Regions from separate parts of the Mus musculus genome. Here region 1 is linked to region 2. A link is a contact called in public Hi-C data. All regions are on one chromosome and are shown on one strand. The core of a region is the stretch at or near the end of the contact, and the rest is flanking DNA. Distances in the headings are between cores, read along the strand shown.

Evidence for each region. Hi-C and Micro-C count contacts between places; a contact is called where the count stands out from the background.
Region 1: a contact with region 2 is called in a Hi-C map of cortical neurons, with 3 times the contacts expected there. The contact joins two enhancer-like sites. A contact is called at or near these places in 1 of 484 Hi-C or Micro-C datasets (cortical neurons) and 1 of 115 datasets of contacts at active chromatin or transcription factors (fibro-adipogenic progenitors).

The regions. Positions count from the first base shown.
Region 1 is chr7:73,634,600-73,639,485 of GRCm38.p6, reverse strand. No RefSeq gene overlaps it. Among named protein-coding and RNA genes, the nearest start is that of Gm26176, 9.0 kb to the left of the region's middle. Within about 2 kb of position 1,530, at least 48 of the 459 cell types and tissues checked have an H3K27ac peak or open chromatin away from gene starts, as enhancers often do. A contact at or near this core is called in cortical neurons, where this site is marked.
Region 2 is chr7:73,030,914-73,036,451 of GRCm38.p6, reverse strand. No RefSeq gene overlaps it. Among named protein-coding and RNA genes, the nearest start is that of Gm6567, 68 kb to the left of the region's middle. Within about 2 kb of position 3,876, at least 39 of the 459 cell types and tissues checked have an H3K27ac peak or open chromatin away from gene starts, as enhancers often do. A contact at or near this core is called in cortical neurons, where this site is marked.

The DNA of each region.
Region 1 (4,886 bases), core at 281-2,780, 610 kb before region 2:
TGACATTTTGTTATGCCGTGAGACCCTGAGTATTCTTGAAAAACATCCAAGGCATACGCCCAGGGCTCAGGTCCATCTGTGAGCACAGAGAGATAATGCCTTTTTCCTATCTGGAGGGCACTGGAAGTGGTGGATAGATTGTTGAAAACTGCTCAGGTCTCTTTGGAGCTTTTTCTAGAAGCAGAGAAAGAAGGCAGTAACGGGCAATCTTCACAGCATTTGGAGAAACTGAAATATGTACGTTCCCCCGTGGGACAAAGCGCATCAAGGAGATTGCAGCCTTTAAACCATGCAGAATTCTCACGTACTCTGCTCCTGATAATGCAGATCAGTACAGAATCTGTGGAAAGCAAGTTAGAATTACAAATCTACACAAATCAGCCCAGAAATTCTACATCTTGAAGCCTACATATTACACAGATAGTTCACTCACATACCAAAAAAAAAAAAAAAGTTTTAATTATTTCTTTTTTTGTTGTTTGTTTTTGTTTTTGTTTTTGTTTTTGAGACAGGGTTTCTCTGTATAGCCCTGGCTCTCCTGGAACTCACTCTGTAGACCAGGCTGGCCTCAAACTCAGAGATCCACCTGCCTCTGCCTCCTGAGTGCTGGGATTAAAGGCGTGCACCACCACACCTGACAAAGATATTTATGAGCTGTCTTCAGTTGCACCAGAAGAGGATGTCAGATCTCATTACGGATGGTTGTGAGCCACCACGTGGCTGCTGGGATTTGAACTCAGGACCTTTGGAAGAGCAGTCGGTGCTCTTAACCACTGAGCCATCTCTCCAGCCCTTTTTAATTATTTCTACATAGTTGGGTGCAGTGAACACTTTTAATCCCAGCATTCAGAAGAGAGAGGCAGGCAGATCTCTGAATTCACAGCTAGCTTGATCTACAGAGCTAGTTCCAGGATAACCAGGGCTATACAGAGAAAGCCTGTCTAAATATATATTTTTCACATATAAAGATATACATATATATGTATTTGTATATGTGTGTATACACATACACATATATAAATACACACACATATATACATATTTCCATGTGTGTGCATGAATGTGAATGTTATGTGTGTGCCGATGCCCCAGGAGGCCAGAAGAGGGTGTTGGATTCCTTAGAACTGAATTTACAAGTGGTTATAAGCTCTCCAACCCAGGTACTGAGAACTGAATTTAGCTCTTCAGGAAGAGCAGGTATGCACTCTCTGCTACTGAATCAGCCATCTCTCCAGCCCCTTAACAAATTTTTAAAGAGAAAGAACCTACCCTGCTCCACCCCCAAAAAATGACTTTTGAAGGAAGCGCTGTTTGAGGACCTTTAGGTTCTGACCAAATGGGCCTTTAATGAGACAGATTCTTCAGTGAGTTGACAAAGGCTGGGAAGTGGGGGGGGGGGGGGGGGCTCTGAAATGCCTGAGGGGAGGGGAGGGTGCAAGGACATGTCTCTTCACACTCACTTAGGCAGTTCCCATTGCCCTTCCTCATTGTGCTCCTGAGGCCCATTCAAAGCTAACACTCATCCACCAATGACATTTGGTACATGGGTAACCGTGGGCAACCAGCTTCACTCTCGGTTGTCTTAGCAACAGTGATGTTCTTCAGTGGGGTTTCCGCTGTGAAGTAATCATCCTTCTTTGAGGTGGACTCCTCTACATCAACGCAGTTTTTTTTACATCAATGACATTTATGAATAAGCCTCAATTAGATGCAATTACAACTGAACTGTTAAGTGAGGCTGTGAATTGAGTCAGATTTGCATATCCTTCCATCAAACCTGGCAAGCCCATGAATTGTGTGCCTGGTGCCATTCAAGGAAAGGGTGCCATTTGCTCTTGAAAACCACCTGCCATGCTCCAATTAAAGACGGGCAGCCTCTCCTCCTTATCCTTACCTCCTCTTCAAAGACAAATAGGAGTAGACGCCACAGCTTCCCCTTCTAGCTCAATAGAAAAGAAAAAGTAGCCCAATATAGATAGCCTCACATTCACCTGGAAAAAAACACAAGTTTGCATGGCGTAGAGTCGCTCTGCTGGACAAAAGACAGGGATTCAGAATCACCTCTCATAGATCCTCCTGCCCGGGGCCAGTTATGAAATATTTAAGTTGTTTGAAAGATGACACTGAGTTTCATGTTACCCACATAGCTGGTGAAAAGAATAGACTTCCTGTGTCTGTCAAAGGTCAGTGAAAAGTGACTCAGTCTTGGAAGCCCAGGACTGGCTACTGAAAGACAAGCTCCCTAATGGCTCTCATGACCCCTGAACTCCTGAATTTCATGGCTCTATCTGGCCCACCCACACTCAAACACATTATGATCTCCCCTGCCTTCATAGAATCCCATTGCATGGGCTCTCTTAGAGGTTGTAGTGGTTTGTATATGCTCGGCCCAGGGAGTGGCACTATTAGGAGGTGTGGCCTTGTTGGAGTAGGTGTGCCACTGTGGGTGTGGGCTATAAGACCTTCATCCTAGCTACCTGGAAGGGAGTAGTCTGCCAGCAACCTTCAGAGGAAGATGTAGAACTCTCAGCTCTTCCTGTACCAGTCTGCCTGGATCCGGCCATGTTCCTGCCTTGATGATAATGGACTGAACCTCTGAACCTGTAAGCCAGCCCCAATTAAATGTAGTCCTTTTCACAGTTGCCTTGGTCCTGGTGTCTGTTCACAGCAGTAAAACCCTTGCTAAGACACAGTTCAGGCCACCCTTGTCCTGCTATGGAAATACAACCTGGAAGAAAGCAAAGGGGAGAAGCCTTAGCTGTTGCTCTGACCTGGGGCACACTCTTGGAACATCCAAGTAGGTGACTTATGCTCTTCTGAGCCCTCTGGCTTGTGCTGGGGATGGGCAGGGAAGATGGAGGGAGATGTGCTGTGATGGAGGGAGATGCCCTGTGCTTAGATCACTGCTTCTGTATGCCCAAGTCCCATCAATCCGCTTCTGGCCTTCATAAAAAGGATGATACATGATTTAGAGTCATAGTCGCAACAAAAGCAGCTTGCCATTCTAACATCAATCCTAGTGCTCAGCTTCCGGAAGCATCACGAGGCCCCCCCATGGGTTTCTGGTGCTGTAGTTTACTGATGATGGCCCCCGTTGGTGCAAGTTTGACAGTATCCTCAAAATAGGCAGCTGTCTGACACATCTGCAGGGTTTGTATCTTGGCTGCGATCCATTCAAAGCTGTTTTAAAGCAGATTTTATTTCTGGAAACAAGGATATTAAGGCAATCTGAGAATTATATGGTCAAAGAATTGTTTGGAGGGTGGGGCTGAGACAGGGTTGCTCTGTGTAGCCCTGAATGTCCTGAAACTCGCTCTGTAGACCAAACTAGTCTTGAAATCAGAGATCCACCTGCTTCTGCCTCCCAAGTGCTGGGATAAAAGGCGTGCGCCACCACACCTGCCTGTTTTATGAGCTTTCTAAAAACACTATTTTGTTTTGTTTTGTTTAAAATAAAAAAAAAGGCTGGTTGCCAATCAGTGGGCACACGCCTTTAACCCCAGAACTCCAGAGCAGAGGCAGGAGACTCTCTGTGTTTGAGGCCAGCCTGATCTACAGAGCTCCAGGACAGCCAGGGCTACAGGTGAAACCCTGTCTTGAAACAAACAAACAAACAAAAGACATACAAACAATCAAAACTACAGAAGATAGCCACATACGTTTTTACCTGTTTTACCTTTCCTCTGGGTCCTTTAGCCCTCCGTGGAAGAGTAAAATATGTCCTGAAGACGTGAAGTTTGGTGGCTGGAGAGATGGCTCGGTGCTTAAGATTTACTGCTTTTCTAGAGTTTAGTTTTCAGTATCCAAGTCCCAGCTCCCTCTCAGACAGCTTACAAACTCCAGTTCCAAGGCGTCAGGTGCCCTCTTCCGGCCTCCTTGGGGATCACTACAAACATGGCATACAGTCCCACGGACATACACACATAGTTGGCTTTGGGGTTTTGGTTTGGTTTTGGTTTTTCAAGACTGGGTTTCTCTGGGTAGCCCTGGCTGTCCTGGAACTCACTCTCTAGACCAGTCTGACCTGCCTCTGCCTCCCGAGTGCTGAGATTAAAGGCGTGCGCCACCACTGCCCAGCCACACGTAGTTTTTGTGTGTCGTTTTTGGTTTTTGCTTTGTTTTCTTGAGACAGGGTCTCACTATGTAGCCTTGGATGATGTGGACCAATCACTATGTAGACCAGGCTAGCCTGGAATTCAGAGAACTACGTGTTCTGCCTCCTGAATACTGAGATTAAAGGCATGTCCTGCCATACCCTGATCTAAAATAAATCTTTTTTTTTTTTTTAGGATGAAGAAGAGATCTGTCAAAGCCACGGTACTCATATGTTTTTTTTTATGATTTATTTATTTTCTTTATATGAGTATACTATAGCTGTCTCCAGACACACCAGAAGAAGGCACCAGATCCCATTACAGGTGGTTGTGAGGCACCATGTGCTTGCTGGGAATCGAACTCAGGAGCTCTGGAAGAGCAGTCAGTGCTCTTAACTGTTGAGCCATCTCTCCAGCCCCAGTACTCAATTATTTGAACTCTGGAGTTCAATCACAGTGTGCTCTAACATCAAAAGTATTTGAATAATTGGAAACTGCCTTACAAATGCTTCGTTACGAACCTTTAGTCAATAACACCGTTTTCTCCTTCAGTCTGGTTCAGGGTTGCTTGCTTTGGATACTGAGTCCATTCCTATCTCGGGTTGCTTTCAAATTCTCAGGAAGGAAGGAAGGAAGGAAGGAAGGAAGGAAGGAAGGAAGGAAGGAAGGAAGACAAAAGGACAGGTCTGGCAGCACAGGCCTGTAATCCCAGATTTTCAGGAGGCTGAATATAGACAGATACAAATAGAACATAGATGTACTGTAGACAAATCACTCATGCACATAAGATAA
Region 2 (5,538 bases), core at 2,627-5,126:
AAATTAAGCATGTACATCTTCCCCATCTTCCCTTTTGTGAAGGAACCACTCTAGACTCCTTGGAAAGTTTCAGAGGTGACTTTAGATCTCCTGTGCTTTGGATTGGCTTAAGATGCAGCAGGTGTCCCACACAAGGTTTTAAAACAGGGTCAAAGGGTGAGCGCATGAGAGCCATGTCTGGTCAGCAAGTTTTCTCTCTTTGTGGCTAAGCCCGAGATACATCAGGGATCAGTCAGGAGAAGGCTGTGTGCCTTACAGTGCCGGGAAGGCTGAAGGAGGCAGAGTCACGAATGGACTTGCTCTTAGAAACTGAAATGTCATCAGAAACGACTGTGAAGTTCTCTCTCATGTGTCATTAACCTAGAAAGGTTCAATCTGGCTTTCATGGAAGGAGGCTTGGCCTGAGCTCTGGCTCAGAGCAGAGGCTCATGAAAACCGGTTGCAATTAAACCTCAAAAGTCCCTCAGGTAACATAAAGTGGGCCTCACTCCTCTACTCTACCTTCCACACTGAGTTAGCCTTGGGCAACTGGGCCTCAGCAGCTGGGTCTTCAGGTTCATCCTTGTCACTATGATCAGGACAAGGCAGCTGCAGCTGCCCTGGCTCTCGGCTTCTTCTTCAACTGACTACACAAGGAGGCAACCTCCAAGCCTCCAAGAGGTTAAAGGTTGATCATGGAAAATACAAAAAAAGTGGGGGTAGGGTTGGAGTGTGGAAGAGATCAAGCTGTACACTCAATTATGTAGTACTTGGAAAAGCACTTGAGGGTTAAGACCTTATTTGTTATTTTATTTGATCCTGGCTAACAACACCTTTTGTGATTATAAATTGCCATGGTTTCTAAAATACTTCCAAGAGCAAAATGTAGGAGGCAGGGAAATTAAGCTCTCTTTGCTGGTAAGTTCTGTGGGTCATATTGAGTTTATGTAACTGACCCAGTCATTTGCCAATCAGTTGCAAAGACAATCTGACTTGAAACTTTTAAGACCAATTCCAAAGCAGTTCCCAGAAACTCAAGGGGTTAATGGACTAGGAGGCACTGTTGATGTTTTATGGATAAGATTACCAAACATGGATTAATTAACTAACTGCAGTATTTTGGAGTGGAATGTGTCAAATTTTGTGAAGTCCATTATTTTGCATGCAAGACAATGGTGGACCATCACACACCGGAGGTGCACTTGAATTTCCCATCTATTGATGGTGGCACCTCTCACTGCCTAGTGATTCCCTTTGGAAGAAATTTATCTGTTCTCCTTCTCAAAGAGAGTTGTATGAACAGGCTTCAAAGGTTGACTCTAGATTGGCATGGAAGAGGATGCTCCTGGAATTAGTTCTGACACATGCAGAAGGATACCTATTATTCATCAGTGTTCATAGGGGCATGGGTATCAGTTACAGGAGATGTACCAGCTCTGGTGGGAAGATGTGGTGTGTGTCGGAGAAAGTGCAGAGGCAGCTCTCATGGGCATTCTGTTGTTTAGGGCTGGGCTCCTGCTCCCCAGAGTACCCTGTAGTATGCATTTATTCATGCTACATCCTTACATGCTATTTGTTCTCACAACTTCCCTGAAAGCTCTTGCACAACTGTTTTTGTTACAGTTATCAATTAACTGTATCAGGGGTATCACACAGCCTCAGACATTGAGCTTGCTTTCATTTTCATTTTATTTTATTTCGAGAGGCCGGTGAATATGTGCATGAAGGTATAAGACCTATGCCTGGTGTTGCTCCACCCCAGGGGGAAACACCATCCATCCACTCATAGCTCGGCTCAACCTGGACTGTTATGGTTTTTCATTTTCCAAGCAGAGTGAGACAGCTGTTTGTTGTATACAGGCTTGCAGTTGTGTGTTTTGTTTACATTTTTTTTCTAGGCCTGGTTTGATAAAGGCACTCCCATTGTTCAGTGAATGGAGTCTGGACTCCTTGGCAGAGCTGCCCAGATTGTCCTGTGGGTGCCTTGCTTTGTAGTAAGGTGTTCAGGTGTCTTCCCAAGCACATTGTTCTCACATGCACATATCAACACCTCCTGCCTGAGTCCTCCTGCACCCCTGGTCCTCTGCAGGGCATCCTTTCACGTCAGCAAGAGACACCTTTGATTTTCTTTGTCCTGCCAGCTACAACTCCTACTTGATAGACCAATAAAATTGCTAATATCCCCTTAAAAATTAAATCCCTTACCCCTGCGCACCCCTGGAAAATTTTATAGCATTTTGATGATATAAAAATTATCATGGTGGCCTCATTTAATTGAAATTACCGAAAGCACCTACATGGTGAGTTTTAAGGTCAAAGGCTGGATTCTAAATATTTTGGTGTTCTCAGAATCTAGGAAAATACTTAGTATAGATCAAATGATTAAATACTCATTGGATCCGCAACTCGGAGAGAAATGGAAGTGGGATGACTATCACACGTTGCTTTATTTTTGGAAAAATGTGAGATGGCTTATGAACAGTTCAAAATCAGTAGATATTTGTAGTCGATCCAAGGATGCTCTCCCAGATGGCTGCCTGCCTGGTTCAATACCTCACATATACTAGAGACTCAGTAAAGTTTTGTTTGAATCATAGACATGCTTGAACAAAGGCTCTCATTGTCTCTGCCAAAGGTGTGGGTGGATCTTGAACTCACTTAGCTATGGTAGGCATCTTCGCTGACATACCTTGCCCCACACATTCCTTTTCTTTGTCCCTTCTAATCTTAAGAACTAGGGATGCTCTTCCATACCTCTATATTATAAAGTTATGGTTCAGGGAAGCCTGAAATCGTTGTCAAACATGGGACCACACAACGACTTACTGGCTATTTTTAAGCTTGACCTATCTTCCTTGGGTTTCTGGCATCAAAGATCATTAAAAATAGATAGCATTTTAGAACATTTAAAACACCTGATTATACTGAACCATCACCACTGGTTTTATTTTCTCTTCCTGTGGTTCTCTGAGGTTGAGCAGAGAAACCTCAAGGTCACTTTCAATATCAAGCTGTCTTTCAGCCCAGGGCCCACGCTCCCTATTTGTAGGTTATTTGATTCTTTTACTCCCGTAGAGAGCAAGCCTCCTGCCATTTCCTTGACAAAGATGGCTTGTAAACTTGTACCTTATACTCAAGATAGAGGAGAGTAATAGAACCTCAAGTGGGGTAGACTATTCTGCAAGACAGTTGACCCACTAATGAAGCAGTTTGTGACTGAAGCCTCTTTACACTGCTATTTCACTATTAAGTGATCACGGGGGTGGGGGGGGTGGGGGGCAGGGCAGGAGCCTGTCCTCAGACCCTAATATTGTCTGCCTCTCCTAATGCGCCTGGGAGCAGAATGAACATCCTTGCTCATCCCAGCATCGATGCGCTCAAACCCTGCACCTTATTTCCTATTGCCTCGCCCTCTTTGATTTCTGGCTGCTCACATTGCCGTCAACAGTGGCTATCCTTTCTAGACAGGAAGTCTTTGAGGCAGACGTTTGTCTTTTTCTCTTCTCCGCCCCAAGGCTCACTATAACGTGCAGTACATGTCTGTTGAATAAATACAGCCTTTCTCAAAAGGATAACAGATTCCCCGAATGCTAGCAGTGCCAATCATCGGAGCACGTTGCTTTTTTTTATTCTGCCTAAGTTCTGCGCACACTAGCTACAGCTTGGCTTTCCATTTTCTCCTGGTTGGAGTACTCTAAGTATGCTTGTCACAATAATGAAAATGTTGTCTGGCTGGGTCATTGATCAAATCTCAAGGAGTGAAGAAACAAGTCTCCGAAGGCCTGACTCTGCTTTTAAAGGCACCAGGCCCGAGGAAGCTGCTGGTGTGATGTCCTTTGGGACAGGCTGGCGAGTGCCTGACAAGCTGCTGGAGCAGGCACTTTCAGTTTTCCTCTGCAACAGTGTCTGAAATCGATACTCCATCACAGCGTGTGTGGGGGTGGCAAGCAGGCTCTCTCTCTGCTGTCTCTGACATTTCAGGAGCCTTGATGCTGTTTGGAGGCTGTTCCGCCTCAGTTCTGCAGTGGGTAGGGTGCGGGGAGGTGCGTGTGTGCGCGCGCGCGTGTGCGCGCGCGTTCTATGTCTTCTCTTCCAAAATCTTGCAGTTGTTTTTGATCTCCACAAACCAGAGGGAAGAAGACTCAAAGCCCATGACCTGTGAGTCTTGCTGGCCTGCTTTAGTTCAGCAAAAACGATATAGAGGGCTTCTGTCACAAAATGAGTGGCTCATTTTGTCCCTGAGTGAGAGAATCCAGACAATGCGAGGCTCTTCTTGCGCGACCCCAGAGCGAACCCACACAAGATGCAGCTGGGTGGCCCCCGCAAACTGGCAAGGGCTACAGTGAGCCATGAGTAAACATTTCTTTTGCAAAATGTACAAACTATTCAGAGTAGAGCTTGGGAGAGCACCACTCCTCCTGAGGGAGAATGTTTTTCATCAATGCAACCCATGAGTCATTTATTGAAATTGACATAGGTGTGTCTCCATCTGAGGACACCTCTCTCTTTCGGCTTGCTCTCAGTTTCCTTTGCTGGGTACTCCTTTTCTCTACGATCTTTTTTCTGTCAGAACCCTTATTTGTCTCTGCTACTCTAAGCTCCTCTCTCTCTCTCTCTCCCTCTCTCTCCCTCTCTCTCTCTCTCTCTCTCTCTCTCTCTCTCTCTCTCTCTCTCTCTCTCATTATGATAACCAGGCATCTGAGCTCGACTTTGTTTTTTAATCTCTACTTTCAGTGAAATCTCTTTGCTTTCCTTCAGAACGCTCCTACGGACTCCCTAGGTCCATCTTTAATGTCTCTGATGATGCACATGGCTACCCACAGGATTTCCAAGCGTGCTCAGGCATATCTCTGCTTCAGTCCACCTGCCAGGTCCACAGTCTGCCTCCCCTTCTCATATATTTCTTTTCTAGTGAAGGACGTGCTGTGTGTTCCTTCTTGGACATGGATGACAAACTTCTAACCTAGTGCTCTGCTCAAGAGCTGTTTCATCTCTATGACCCCCTTCCAATCTCTTATAATGCTAATAATTAATCTAACCATGACTTATTTTGGAATTTACAGTTCTTGATGTGGCACTTGGCAATCGACTAGCGGCTATTTAATAATAGTCCGGGTTGAGCCTTAACAACTTGAGATACTTGCCTCTTTCGTTTGACCATCTATAAGTGTTACTGGTATATTGGTATTTATTGTTTTTTTTTTCCTACCGTGTTCAGATTGACTGTAGAGCTCTGATAGACTCTATTGGATGCTTGTACTAAAGTCCATGAGGCCTCAATCCTATACAAAGAACTAGAGGCAACTAAAGGATGGTAAAAGCAGGAGAAATAGCCTTCCCCATGGAAGAGTACACAAATTGGTTATCCAGTACCAAAGAGTTAGCACTGGAAACACACATAGAGGTAGTGCACAGATGGAGCAGGTTGTGTTTGTGTATTTAAGAAAGTGTGTGTGTGTGTGTTTATCAACAATTAATGAAAAAAAGGGGAATTAATGTGAAATAGATCAAGGAGGGGTATATGGGAGGGCTTGGAGGGGGAAAAGGGGAGTGGGAAAT